Regions from separate parts of the Sus scrofa genome. Here region 2 is linked to region 1. A link is a contact called in public HiChIP or PLAC-seq data. All regions are on one chromosome and are shown on one strand. The core of a region is the stretch at or near the end of the contact, and the rest is flanking DNA. Distances in the headings are between cores, read along the strand shown.

What was found. HiChIP or PLAC-seq counts read pairs in DNA pulled down with a chosen protein or histone mark.
Region 2: a contact with region 1 is called in an H3K27ac HiChIP or PLAC-seq map of alveolar macrophages. The contact joins the promoter of TTC24 here to the promoter of ISG20L2 in region 1. A contact is called at or near these places in 4 of 47 Hi-C or Micro-C datasets (embryonic fibroblasts, fetal skeletal muscle, mesenchymal stem cells and 1 more) and 2 of 2 datasets of contacts at active chromatin or transcription factors (alveolar macrophages and skeletal muscle).

Annotation. Positions count from the first base shown.
Region 1 is chr4:93,361,110-93,368,011 of Sscrofa11.1, forward strand. It overlaps ISG20L2 (interferon-stimulated 20 kDa exonuclease-like 2), which reads left to right and starts at 5,079. Exons shown (of 4, transcript XM_001924747.5): 1 at 5,079-5,414; 2 at 5,997-6,830. The coding sequence starts at 6,114. RRNAD1 (ribosomal RNA adenine dimethylase domain containing 1) reads right to left here and starts at 4,915. Exons shown (of 8, transcript NM_001243324.1): 1 at 4,607-4,915; 2 at 1,322-1,446; 3 at 978-1,170; 4 at 440-502; 5 at 73-216. The coding sequence starts at 4,717.
Region 2 is chr4:93,510,338-93,516,563 of Sscrofa11.1, forward strand. It overlaps TTC24 (tetratricopeptide repeat protein 24), which reads right to left and starts at 1,702. Exons shown (of 10, transcript XM_013996959.2): 1 at 450-1,702. IQGAP3 (ras GTPase-activating-like protein IQGAP3) reads left to right here. Exons shown (of 38, transcript XM_021089671.1): 2 at 6,007-6,094. The coding sequence starts at 6,030.

The sequences.
Region 1 (6,902 bases), core at 3,829-6,328:
CAGCCTTTGTGCCCAGTTCCGGCCAAGCAGACCCTGCTGTCATGGTCCTGGCTGCAGAAAGGGCTGGCCTACCTGTGGGTTCCTCTTTTCTTCTTTCGCCAGAGTCTGCAGGAGCTCCTGGTCTAGGCGCTGGGCTCTCTCCACCAGTCTCGGATCCCCTTCAATGCTCTTCACCATCAGCCCCAGCCCCAGGGACATGAAGCGGGAGAGATGGCCCTGGAGTCATGAGGGGGAGGGTGGAGATAGCTCCTCTCAGTGTCCTCTCCACTGTCACCCTCCCTATCCATGATTTGGATGCCTGGGTGCCAGGCCCCCAAAGGCTTAAATTCTACCCAGCTTATTTAGCACCTGCCTCCCTGGGTCTGTGGCCTGATAACCTGCCCTCTGGCTGTCCTATCCTCACAACAAAAAGCAACAGGACATAAGGGGTCTGGCTCACCTGGCCTGAGCCTACATCCACAACCTGGGTGCAGCCTGTGAGGTCGCTCAGCTTCTTCACCAACTGAAAGAGGAAGGAACAAAGGTGTCCTGGCCATTGGCTATTGGCTCCTGGGGCCAACACCCATAATGAGAGTGGAAGAGCTGAAGACGGTAAAGGAAGATGGGGAGAGGGCACCATGGGAAAGACAGGAGACACGGAAACCAAAATGGGGTCTGCTGCCCCAGGCTCAGGCTCCTCTCCTGGCTCCACTCAGGTCAGTGATTCAGTCTCCTCCACAGAACAAGAAGAGCCCCACTGCGAAGTCATGAGCGGATGGTGAAAGTTATCAGAACAAGAATAAGACAATGATTCGAATAGAGCCACCAACCAACCCAGCAAAAGGATGAAGCTATGGCTATAGCATACCCGCTGAGGAAGGGACCTTCTAGGGCCTCTGGTCCTGCAGGTGATATAAGGCACCCACATCTTTGTAACCCACAGGCCTAAGGAGTCCCCAGGCTCCCAGACACCACCTGCACCCCAGCCATCTCCTCACCTCTCCCAGCCTCCGGATCTCATGCTGCTTCTTGGGCCTGACGTGTTTCCGGAATGGAGCTGTCAGTCGGGAACTCTGGCTGGGGTTCTCCAGGAACTCTGAGGGGGTCTGAAACCCAGGTGTCCGCGTAAAGGCCAGGGCATAGGCTGTGGACTTCAGGGCCAGCAGGGTGAGTGGCCACACCGACCTGTACCTGAGATAGTCCGGCCCCGGCCCCCAGTGAATAGTCCCATTGCATCCTGAGTCTGCCCCTTACAACCCAGGAAGCCCTTATAAGACTGAGCAGTGGCTCCCTGCAGGGCTCAGCACCAGGTCCCCCAGCACAGGACCCCCCTTGCCCATACCTGACCACTTCCCCTTCCCCAGGCATCCCCAGCAGCAGTGTGGCCAGCTGTGGTGGGTTCAGTCCGTCCAAAGCTTCCTGCCACGCACAAGGGAGTGTGCCCCACAGGTTGTCTGTGAAGAATTCCTGTAGGGGAGAGGCAAAAGTGACCGACAGGCTACTCCCCTTCCCATCTTCCCCACCCCACTCTCCACACAGGACCACTGGCTGCAACCAGCAGGCACCTCTGTTCATCGGTGTCACCTCTTCTCTGAAGCCTGCTCTAGCCTCCCCCTCCTCCTCTGAGCCCAAACTGCATTCTGGACACACCTCTTCTTTTAACGGTTTCCCCACTTTTTAAAAAAAATTATTTATTATAGTTGACTTATTGCCAATTTCTGCTGTACAGCAGTGACCCAGTCATACATCTATACACACTCTCTTTTTCATATTATCTTTCATCATGTTCCATCACAAGTGATTGAACATAGTTTTGTGCGCTGTAAGCAGGACCTCATTGTCTATCCATCTAAAAGTAATAACCCCACTTATTTGTCTGTTTTCTCTACTCAGCAGCATCTAAGAGCAGGGATGGTGTCTTCATATTTGCATCCTCAACACCAGAGCGACTGACACACAGTTTTAGTGCGTTACCATTAGCAAACCTACTATTACACGTGCCAGACACTTTATATGCCAGACATATATGCCAGAATGTTGTTTTATGGCCACACCCATGGCCAGGGATTGAATCCGAGCTGCAGCTGTGAACTGCGTCGCAGCTGTAGCAATGCCAGATCCTTTAACCCCTGCGCCAGACCAGAGATCAAACACATGCCTCCAGTAGCAACCTGAGCCACTGGAGTCAACAGCATGTATTTGTATTTATTCATTTGTTCAACACAAATTCTGAAGCTTGGTTGGGGCACCAAGCTCTATCCTAGGCTCAGGGGACGCAAAGAACCAGACAGACAAGATCCTTGCTCTTGCAAAGTTTACATTAAATTACTTAAGATAACATCAAATGCTGCACAGACAATCAACAGTCACATAATGGGGAATTTGAGAGAGGACTACTTTAGATAGAGCAATGAGGGAGACTTGTCTGAGGAGGTGACACTTGAGCTGAGACTTGAATGATGAACAGGAAACAGCACATGTAAAAAAAAATTCAGGCAGTGGTTACCAGGGACAGGGGGTAAGGAGGGCCAAAAGGTACAAATATTCAGTTACAAAACGAGTCATGGAGATGTAACATACAGCATGGTGACTACAGTAAATAATACCCTATTGTATATTTGATAGTTACTGAGAGTACATCTTTTTTTTTTTCTTTGTCCTTTTGCCTTTTCTAGGGCCACTCCTGCGGCATATGGAGGTTCCCAGGCTAGGGGTCCAATCGGAGCCGTAGCTGCCAGCCTGTGCCAGAGCCACAGCAATGCGGAATCCGAGCCGCGTCTGGGACCTACACCACAGCTCACGGCAACGCTGGATCCTTAACCCACTGAAGAAGGCCAGGGATCGAACCCGCAACCTCATGGTTCCTAGTCAGATTCGTTAACCACTGAGCCACGATGGGAACTCCCCAGAAAGTTACTGAGAGTACATCTTGAAAGTTCTCATCACAAGGAAAAAAAAATGTAACTATGTATGGTGATGGACATTAACCAGACTTCTTGTAATCATTTCATAATATATACAAATATGAGTCACTATGTTATACACCCGAAACTAGACTAATATGTCACGTCTATTTCAGTTTTTTAAAATGCAGGTAATAACAAATACTTACAGAATACTTTAATATGCCAGGCAATGTCTGAAACACTTTACATATATTAAGGCATTTAATCCTTAAAACCACCCTATGAGGTAGTACTATTTTTATCCCCCTTTTACAGATAAGAAAACTGAATCACAGCAATTAAGTAATTTGCCCAAGTCAAAAAGCTGTAAGGAGCATAGTTGGGATTTGAAACCAATTTAACGCTTCTTGCTCTTGACCACGATACTCAATTGCCCTTCTGTGGACAAAAAACATTCTAAACAGATCAGAAAGTGCAAAGGCCCAGGAGTTCCCATTGCGGCACAGTGGAAACGAATCTGACTAGCATCCATGAGCATGCAGGTTCGATCCCTGGCCTCCCTCAGTGGGTTAAAGATCCAGCATTGCTGTGAGCTGTGGTGTAGGTCGCAGACGTGGCCCAGATCCTGCCGTTACTGTGGTTATGGTGTAGGCCGGTAGCTGCAGCTTCGATTCGACCCCTAGCCTGGGAACCTCCATATGCCAAGGATGAGGGCCTAAAAAGACAAAAAGAGCAAAAGAAAAAGAAAAAGAAAGTGCAAAGGCCCAGATCAGGCCAGTGCAGGTGTAGTATCGTGAATGTGAAGGGGTCTAAAAAGGAACACAGATTATGCAGAACTTTATAGATAATGGTAAAGAATTAGAATTTCATCAAAGTACCTAAGAAACAAATAAGTGTCATCATCAGATTCACATTTTCAAAAGATCAATCTGTTTTATGAAGAATTGTTTATGGAGGAGAGGAAGCAAACACAGAGCTCAGTTAGGAAGTAGTCCAGGAGAGAGACAATGTTAGCTTGGCCTAGAGTGGTAGCAATGGCGATGGAGACAAATGGGTGAATTTGGTATCTATTCTGGAGGTTGAACCAAATAGGACTTGTTGAAGGACTGGATTGTAGATCAGTGAAGAAAAGAGCTAAATTGAGGATGGTTTCTGGGTTTGGGAGCTGAACAATTCGGAGGATGCTGGTGCCATTTATACATCATCTCATTTATTTTTCACAATCATCCTTCAAAAAGGGATCCATTTTACAGCTGAGAAACTGGGGCTAGGAGGAATTGTTTTAATGCCTAAGGTTAACACAGTAAGCGAGGCAGGATTCTAGTCCAAGTCTCTCATATTCCAAAGCTGGAATTGTCCATTACACTGCAAAACCAGGAATTTATTCAAGGCTTGAATGAATGAACATGTGTGTTCTTGGAACACCTCACACGTTCCTGGGAAAGTTCGACGCAGCTGCAGCAGCATGGCTCAAATATCCATGCATTTTACTACTTTGGATTTCAGAAGCTTAGAAAGACAACCCAGATGCTAACATATTAACATTTAGGTCAGAAGAAAAAAAGGAAGAGCAGCCTCAAACTTTTCTTGTACAGACAAAAGCCTGAAGAAACTCATATTAGAAGAGACCAGACGCTAACTCTCCAGATCCTCTCCTGTCGTGAGCACCTATCCACCACACAACCAGGAGGAGCACCCCACCCACACCCCTGTGGCCTCACAATGATGTAGGCGTCCAGGATGGAACGGTAGAGCGTCACGACCCGGGTGAGGTTCACAGCTAGTTGCCTCCTCTCCTCGTAAGAGAGGCCCCGGGCGGAAACCCCCGGCATTCCGGGGCCCAGCCGGTGGCGCGAGGAGCGACAATGCAGTGAGGAGGGAACAGGGTCAGGACTACACGGGTCCAGGACCCAGGCTGGATTCAGTTCTGCACTCGGAGCAGGAAGAAAGCGCTCAGAATCCAGCCCCCGATGCTGCCTTTCCGGGACTTCAGCCTGGGTGAAGACTTGAGGCGCCCTCCAGACGTCACAGGTCGCGACGTCCCATAGCGCGAAGGTGTCAGCGTCGGAGACACACCGGGCGGGGGGGGGGGGTTGCCAGCGCAGTGACGTCACAGAGGCGTCCCCCGGCGCCCCGCTCACGGAGAGGGGTGGGCCAAGCTCAGGTCCCGCCCCTTCCCGTACAACCCCCCCTCCCGGAAGTGAGGCCGGGGTCTCCCGCGCGCTGCAGTTCTCGTTTGTCGCGGCCTCCCTGAACCTTCGAGTTGTACCTCCACGGGGCTAGAGGGGCTGGGGAGCGCATCCCGCCCCCGCCCCCACCCACGCCGCCTCCCCCACCGCCGCCGCTGCCGCTCCCCACACACTCGGAATCCCTGGCCTCGCTCCCGGAGGCGGGGGCGCTGTGGGCTCGCGCGCGCAGGCCCCCGGCGCGTTCCAATCCGCGCGCCTGCCGGGCCGGGCCTCGTCGGCGCGTGCCAATTTCCGTATCCGGCTCCTGGCGCTTCCGGTCCTAGCTGGGCACATCTAGGAGGTAGGTGCGCGAGCGTGTGGGGACGGCCGAAGTGGTGCGGACGGCCGAAGTGTGCCGTCCCCCGCGTCGGTTTCTTCTCTGTTGATATGTGGTGTCAAAGGTCCTTTCTTGGGAGAAGGACTTGGGTGAGATGCATGTGGCGATTTCCCCCACCTGGAGATCAGGGACAGGGGTTCCTGGAACCCGCGCTGGGGATGCCTGGGTAAGCCAGAGGTCGTCTGTGGCATACCCCACACTGCCTTCGAGCATACTTAGACGTTCTCTCCCTGGACAGATGAGATAGCTCACCTATTCGGGCGTTCTAGATCACAGAGTTTCAGCTGGTTGGCCCTGCAACCCCCTCAGTTTGCGGTTGAGACAGATATTGAGAAGGGAAATGGCCTTCCTGTACAGCTGCTGAATTGTGGGGCTGTCCTAGAACCCAGGCTTCCTGGCTGAGAAGAAGTGCTCCTTCCATCATTTCACATTATCTGAGAGGTTACTCTGATGTCTTTCTCTCTCTTAAGTCCTAGGGAGATGGGTCTTATCTTACGGGTTCCCAAGCCTATGGGTTCCCATTATCAGTATCACCTTCTTCCCCAGGGTATACTGCAGACCTCCAGATGTTGGTCTGTGGGATTCGGCAGAGGATGAGTTTTCTATCCTCCTCTCAACTGTAAGCTACTCTTCCCAACTGTTCTCCCGCTGTCCACTGTCATCATGTCTACCTTACTCCTCAATCTGGATTTTGGTGAACCTCCCCCAAAAAAGGCATTAGAGGGGAATGCCAAGCACCGAAAATTTGTCAAGAAGCGCCGGCTCTTGGAACGGAAGGGCTTTTTGAATAAGAAACAGCAGCCCCCTAGCAAGGTGGCTAAGTTGCAATCAGAATCGTCAAAGAAAGGGAAATCTCCCAAGGTAGATGGCGCTTGGAAGGCCCCTCTTCTTTCAAAAAAGAAGACAGCTGCCTCCAGCGGTGGGTCAGGGCAGTCTCTGGACAAGCCATCTGCAGTGCCTTGGCTGACCCCTGCCCCTTCACAGAAGGCTGGTTCTGTTGTGGCCAAAGTAGACTTACTGGGGGAGTTCCAGAGTGCCCTACCAAAGATTAAGAGCCACCCAACTCGCCCCCGGAAGAAGGGCTCCCAGAAGAATGCCCCACAGAATTCCACCCAAGCTCATTCCGAGAAGAAATATTCTGGAGCATCCCAGAAGGGTCCGAGCAAGATGGTGGCAATTGACTGTGAGATGGTGGGCACAGGACCCAAAGGGCATGTCAGTTCCTTGGCTCGGTGTAGTATTGTCAACTACAATGGAGATGTGCTTTATGACGAGTACATCCTTCCCCCCTGCCACATTGTGGACTACCGGACCAGGTGGAGTGGTATTCGGAAGCAGCATATGGTGAATGCCACACCCTTCAAGATTGCTCGAAGCCAGGTGAGAGGCTGGGGGGACAGGTGGTCGTGGAGAAGTGGGTGGGAGAAGTCCAAATCATTTCTCCCCAAAAGA
Region 2 (6,226 bases), core at 452-2,951, 150 kb after region 1:
CAACATTTTTTTTAAGGAGAAGCAGGCAGGGGTGATACATTCTTTTTTTCAAGAAACTCTCCCTTGGGAGTTCCCATTGTGGCGTAGCAGAAATCTGACTAGTATCCATGAGGATGTAGGTTCGATCCGTGGCCTCACTCAGTGGGTTAAAGATCTGGCGTTGCTGTGAGCTCTGATGTAGGTCACAGATACGGCTCAGATCCCAAGTTGCTGTGGCTGTGGCTGTGACCGGCAGCTGTAGCTCTGATTGGACCCCTAGCCTGGGAACTTCCATATGCCTCGGGTTTGGCCCTAAAAAGCAAAAAAAGAAAAAGAAACTCTCCCCTCTCCCTGCTCCTAAAAACACCCAGGCAGGAATGCAGGAATGCTGCCTCTTCAAGGCCCTGGTTCTTGGGGCAATCCTGACTACCCCCACCAGATCTTGGGGCCCCAGCCACAGGACGCCTTACCTCCTAAGATCCTCTCTGTAGATGGCTTTCTGGAATGGTCCCTCTGGCTAGAGTTACCTACCTTAACTCTTAGCTCAGAGCCGCTGGGGTTACCAGACAACCAGGTACCGCCCTCCATGTCTAGGAAATTCTTTGATTGACAGCTCAAATGGCCTATCTTAGTGCTGAACTCTGCTGTTACTCCGGCACAGATACCTGGATTCCATTGCCCTTCTCGCCTCCCCTCTCTCCACCCGTGCAGACACAGGCCTCAAGTCCTTCACTTCAAGCAAGAATCAAAGCAGCAAGGGCTTGTTACTAGTTATAGCTTCAAAGACCATCTATCCCTTTCTCTTATTTCACAGAGGAAGGGACCTCTGAGAGCAGACGTGACTTGCCTGAGGTCAAAAAACAGTCACGTAGCTGGGATTAGAGCCCAGGTTTTCTGATTCTGGGCTAACTAGCCTAAGGTCCCTTCCATTAACTATGACTGCAAGCTTTAATGAGGCTTGGGGTGTTCCAGAAGTGAAACCTGCGCCCCCCCCCCACACACACACATTGTGCTTCTGGGTGGTAGTTTCACATGTGGGAACAGGGTGAAAGGTTGATGGTCAGGAAAGGCCTGGAGATCAGAAGAGCCTCTCTGCCCCCGGACTCCTTTTCCCAGCTCCACTGATCTGCAGCCTCCAGGTTCGGCTTAATGAGAGGACAGCAGGCACCAAGAGAACAGGCACCCACTGCCCTACCTCACCAAGGGTGGCCTGCATCAGAAAAAAAAATGTCCTCATTTATCTAGGAGAAAGGGCTCTTTTAAGTAGAGAGGCCAGGGCCAGAAATAAAATTATAAGGAAGTAGTTGGGCTCACAGCATTTGCCGGGCAGCCTCTGCTAAGGGCCTGCTGTTGGCAGACATGGTGCACACACCACAGTCAGCGCCCATGCCCGAGGCAGGTTCTCCTAGCTGCCTGCTGCTCTTGCCCAAGGGCTGGGCCTTTGGGATGCTACCACAGCATAGCCAGAGCCAAATATGCAGCTCAGTCTGCTGTTCACTGAGCAGCCTCCCCTAAGGGGTGAGGATCATTTGCAGAGGGGGCAGGGACTGAATCTGCTTTCACTGAGGTTCTAATGGCCACAATGATCTAGTGATCATTTCTGAATCACTTTCCTTGTTTGATTCCCTGCTGGTATCTTACATATCTTTGCCACTCTTTCCACACTTGGCTTCCAAAACCCACTGTGCCTTTTTTGTTTGTTTGTTTTTAGGGCTGCACCCGCAGCATATGGAGGTTCCCAGGCTAGGGGTCCAAGCAGAGCTACAGCTGCCGGCCTACGTCACAGCCACAGCAATGCCAGATCCGAGCCACATCTGCAAGCTACACCACAGCTCACAGCAATGCCGGATCCTTAACCCACCCATTGAGCGAGGCCAGGGATCGAACCCGAGTCCTCATGGATACTAGTCAGGTTTGTTACCACTGAGCCACCAATAACTCTTTCCTTGATTTTTAACACCGCTAATGAGCCAATAGTTTCTAAATGTATATCTCTAGATTTAGCTTGCCAAGTGAAATTCCTATTTCCTCAAATCTACCCATCCTGTGTATCCACTGTTACTTGATAAGCCACTAATCCAGTCTCTATGCTAGAGACCTGAGAAATATCCATGAACCCCCTGTCCTCCAGCTCCCAGTCCTACTGATTCTACCTCTGAAACCTCTCTCCATTGTACCCTTTCCTCCGCAGTCACATGACCGGGGCCTTGGAAGTACAGCATATTATGATTAAGAACTCAAGCTTGGAACTGGATTATCTGAGAGTTTGAATTGTAGCTCTACCGATTTTTAGCTGTTTGACGTTTCTAAGCCCCAGTTTCCTCCTTGCTCTTGCCCATGCTGTTTCCACTGACTAAGATCCCTCCCTCCTTCAATCGGATGAATTCTTGTTAACTTTTCAACCCAGATCAGCTGTCACCTCCACTAGGAAGTCTTCCTGTCTTTCACTGCTCTTAATCACGGCAATAATTTCCCTCTGTGTATCACTGACCTCTAAATTATTTGACTATATGTTTATCGCTCATTACAGAACCACAAGCTTCTTTAAGGCATTGATTGTGCTTATTTATCTCTCCATTGGCAACACCCAGTTCAGTGCATAGCAATAAGTAGGTCCTCAGGTTACCTGCACCAAAGAATACTACAGGAAGCCGAGAGGGGTTAATGGGAATATTAGGAGGAAACGATAGAGGCAGGGGCAGGGGCTAATTGAAGTAAGACAGTTTAGCAGCGAAGAGAAACAGCAACCAAAGTACGGCAGGATGGGGAGAGACCCTCCCAGCCTCGGGCGGCACCCTTTCCCTCACCTGGCAGCACACCTCCGCAGCCTGGAACTACAAATCCCAGGAGCCCCGGCGGCGCAGACCGGAAGTGTCCTGTTCGCCTGTGGCTACGGTGAGGGGCGGTGGCCCGGCGGCGGGAGATTCAAACCTGGAAGAAGGAACATGGAGGGGAGAGGAGCGGGCCCGGGCCGGGCGGTCTGTGAGTGCCAGAAGGGGCCGAGAAGGGCCCAGCAGTGGTGCTGCTCCTCGGGGACTCGGTGGTCCTGGGAGAGGGTGGGGCGGGGGCGGGGCAGGGGGGCCGTCAGGCCAGGAAAGACCGGACTGTGCTGGGTGGGGTGGGAGCGCTCAGTGCGGACTCGTGCGGGCGGGGGTAAAGCTGTGAGCTGTTTACGAAATGCTCCCACTTCTGTGCCGCACTTCAGAGCTTACAAAGAGCTTTTCCCCTTATCCCCAGATTCTGGGGCTCCATAACTTGCCAAGTGCTACCGAGGAACGGGTCGCCCAACAAGACCTAGGGGCCTTCCTTGACTTTTTGATGCCTCTTTGAGACAATGCCTCTCAAAGCTTTATGGTGTCAGAATTACCTGTGGAGTTAATTTAAAACGCAGATTCCTGAATCTTATCCCAGAGCTTTAGCAACAGTTGGTCTCTACTGGGACCTATAATGTGCATTTATAGCAAGCCCCGCTGCGCTTTTCCGATCACCCCAGGTAACTGTGTGTCTGTGTACCACGCTTTCAAAAGCACTGCTTTAGAAAGAGAGATTGGGGTCGGAAAAATGGGACTGCAGAAAGGTTATCATCTGACCTGAAAGAAAAGCAAAATTGAGCTCTTCTTCTACCCCTTTCCCGTCCTCTCCGTTAGGGTACAAAAAGCAAAGGCCACGTCCACCTATCTGTTGAAGGAAAGCTGGTTCCAGACCTGAAAAGGGCAGGAAAACTGATTTTTTTTTTTTAAGACTCTGTGCGCGCGTGTGTGTGTGTGTGTGTGTGTGTGTGTGTGTGTAAAGTCCTGCCCATCTCTCACAGTGCTCAATTCATAACTCTGAGATGATGTCACTCACTTACTGGTTTATTTTCCATGCTTAGCAACCAACACTTGTTCCTTTACACCCCCTTAAAGGAACCAATGGATTTCCTGCGATTGGCCAGTGCTTTCAAATCTGAACGTGGAGGGTGTGTGTATGTGTGTGTCTTTTAATTTGCTTAACTGCCACTTCAAATAAGCCCTGCCCCTCTCCCAAATCATATTGCAGGATATGTAATACAAAAGAGATAATGAGTGGGAACGACATTTAGTGCTGAGTCAAAGACAGATTTACTAAGCTCTCTTTTTAAGCTCTCTGACTTTATTTTCTTGGTGTATATGTGTAGCTTTCTCTCATTTTTTCTGATTTTGTACTGTCTTCCCTAAGGAGACTAGAGAGATAGGGAAGAAGAGAAGGGAAAAGATAAAAGGAGGCTGTGGCCCCCCAAAAAAATGTTCCTGTCATGGCTCAGTGGTTAACAAACCCTACTAGCATCCATGAGGATTCGGGTTTGATCCCTGGCCTCACTCAGTGGGTTAAGGATCTGGTGTTGCCATGACCTGTGGTGTAGGTCACAGACATGGCTTGGATTCCTCGTTGCTGTGGCTGCGGTGTAGGCTGGCGGCTACAGCTCCGATTAGACCCCTAGCCTGGGAACCTCCATATGCTGCTGGTGCGGCCCCAAAAGACAAAAAGCTGGAAGAAAAAGAAAAAAGAAAAAAAAAAAAAAAGGAGGCTGTGGCAAAGGCAGAATGTTAGTGCTGTCTCATTTAAAGGATTTCCTTTTCTTGAGTTTGGGAGTCAGAGTATTGTCTGCACTTTACTTCGCTTGGAGACTATTTTCCTCCTCAGTTGATCTATACCTAAAGGGAGAGTAAACACACCTTTGTGATCTTTTAAAATTCTCTGTCCTTCTACTTTACTGCAAGTGAGTGGCCTTTTTCATGTGGTTCTTTCTGTTGAACTGCCTTTTCTCTCTTTCCACCTGTTCGTTCTTTAAGATTCTGCTCCTGGGAGTTCCTCTTGTGACTCAGCATGTTACAAACCCAACTAGTATCCATGAGGATACGGATTTGATCTCTGGCCTTGCTCAGTGGGTTAAGGATCTGGCGTGGCCCTGAGCTATAGTATAGGTTATAGACATGGCTCAGATCCCGTTTGGCTGTGGCTGTGGCATAAGCCATAGCTGCAGCTCTGAGTCAACCCCTAGCTTGGGAACTTCCATATGCTGCAGGTGCAGCACTAAAAAAAAAAAAAAAAAAAAAATTCTGCTTATAGGTAGAATCCTTTGTTTCCCCTGCTGCTTCCATAGACTATTCATGAGCTGTAATCTCATTTATCATATTAGGTTGAAGCTTTTTACTTACATGTTTTTCTCTACTAATAACAATATGTATTTCTGGAGAGTAGGGGTCCACTGGTGCAGTGCCTGACATACAGGAAGTATTGAAGGCATGAAGGGCTGTGGAATGATGAGTCCTAATTTGCTCTGTTAACTGATCTAGCCTCTGGGGAGTACCTGAGGAGGATGATACAAGTCCAGTTCTTAAAGAACTCAGAGTCTAATTAGGGATAAAGTGAGAAGCTAAGTTCCCAGCCAAGGACGGATCTGGACAGCCCTGCTAGGAGGTGCTGAGGGAAGGGCCATGAGGTAGGTTTGGGAAGGAGAAGGTCAGGAAGAGGCTGGAGAGGACTGGGAAGGAATGCCTCCAATACAGGAAAGCTCCTCCATTAGGAGTTCCCGTCGTGGCGCAGTGGTTAACGAAACCGACTAGGAACCATGAGGTTGCGGGTTCGGTCCCTGCCCTTGCTCAGTGGGTTAACGATCCAGCGTTGCTGTGAGCTGTGGTGTAGGTTGCAGACGCAGCTCGGATCCCGCGTTGCTGTGGCTCTGGCGTAGGCCGGAGGCTACAGCTCCGATTCGACCCCTAGCCTGGGAACCTCCATATGCTGCAGGAGCGGCCCAAAGAAATAGCAAAAAAAAAAGACAAAAAAGATCCTCTGTTAAAGGATGGAGAGGCCACCCTTTAACAAGACACCAACTAGGATAGCTTTACTGGATAGGAGCAGAAGATTGGAGCCAGAGTATCCTGGAAAGGGGGGGGGCAGTCACATGGGAGATGCCCCTGGTCTCTGAGCAGAGTTGCCTAAGAATGTCTGGTAAGAAGCTTCAGGGCTCCTGCCCTCTATCTAATGGTCCCTTCTCTAACTCCCCAGATGAACGCCTCACAGCTGAAGAAATGGATGAGCAGAGGCGGCAGAATGTTGCCTATCAGTACCTGTGCCGGCTGGAGGAAGCCAAACGGTGAGCAGAGGGACTGACTCATTCTGGTCTCCCTTTCCCACCCCGCCCACCCCATGCACCAACCCCTAAAGCAAATGCAAAAAGAGAGAGTCCATTCTATGGAAAAGGAAGAGTTGAAATTGCATCTTTTTT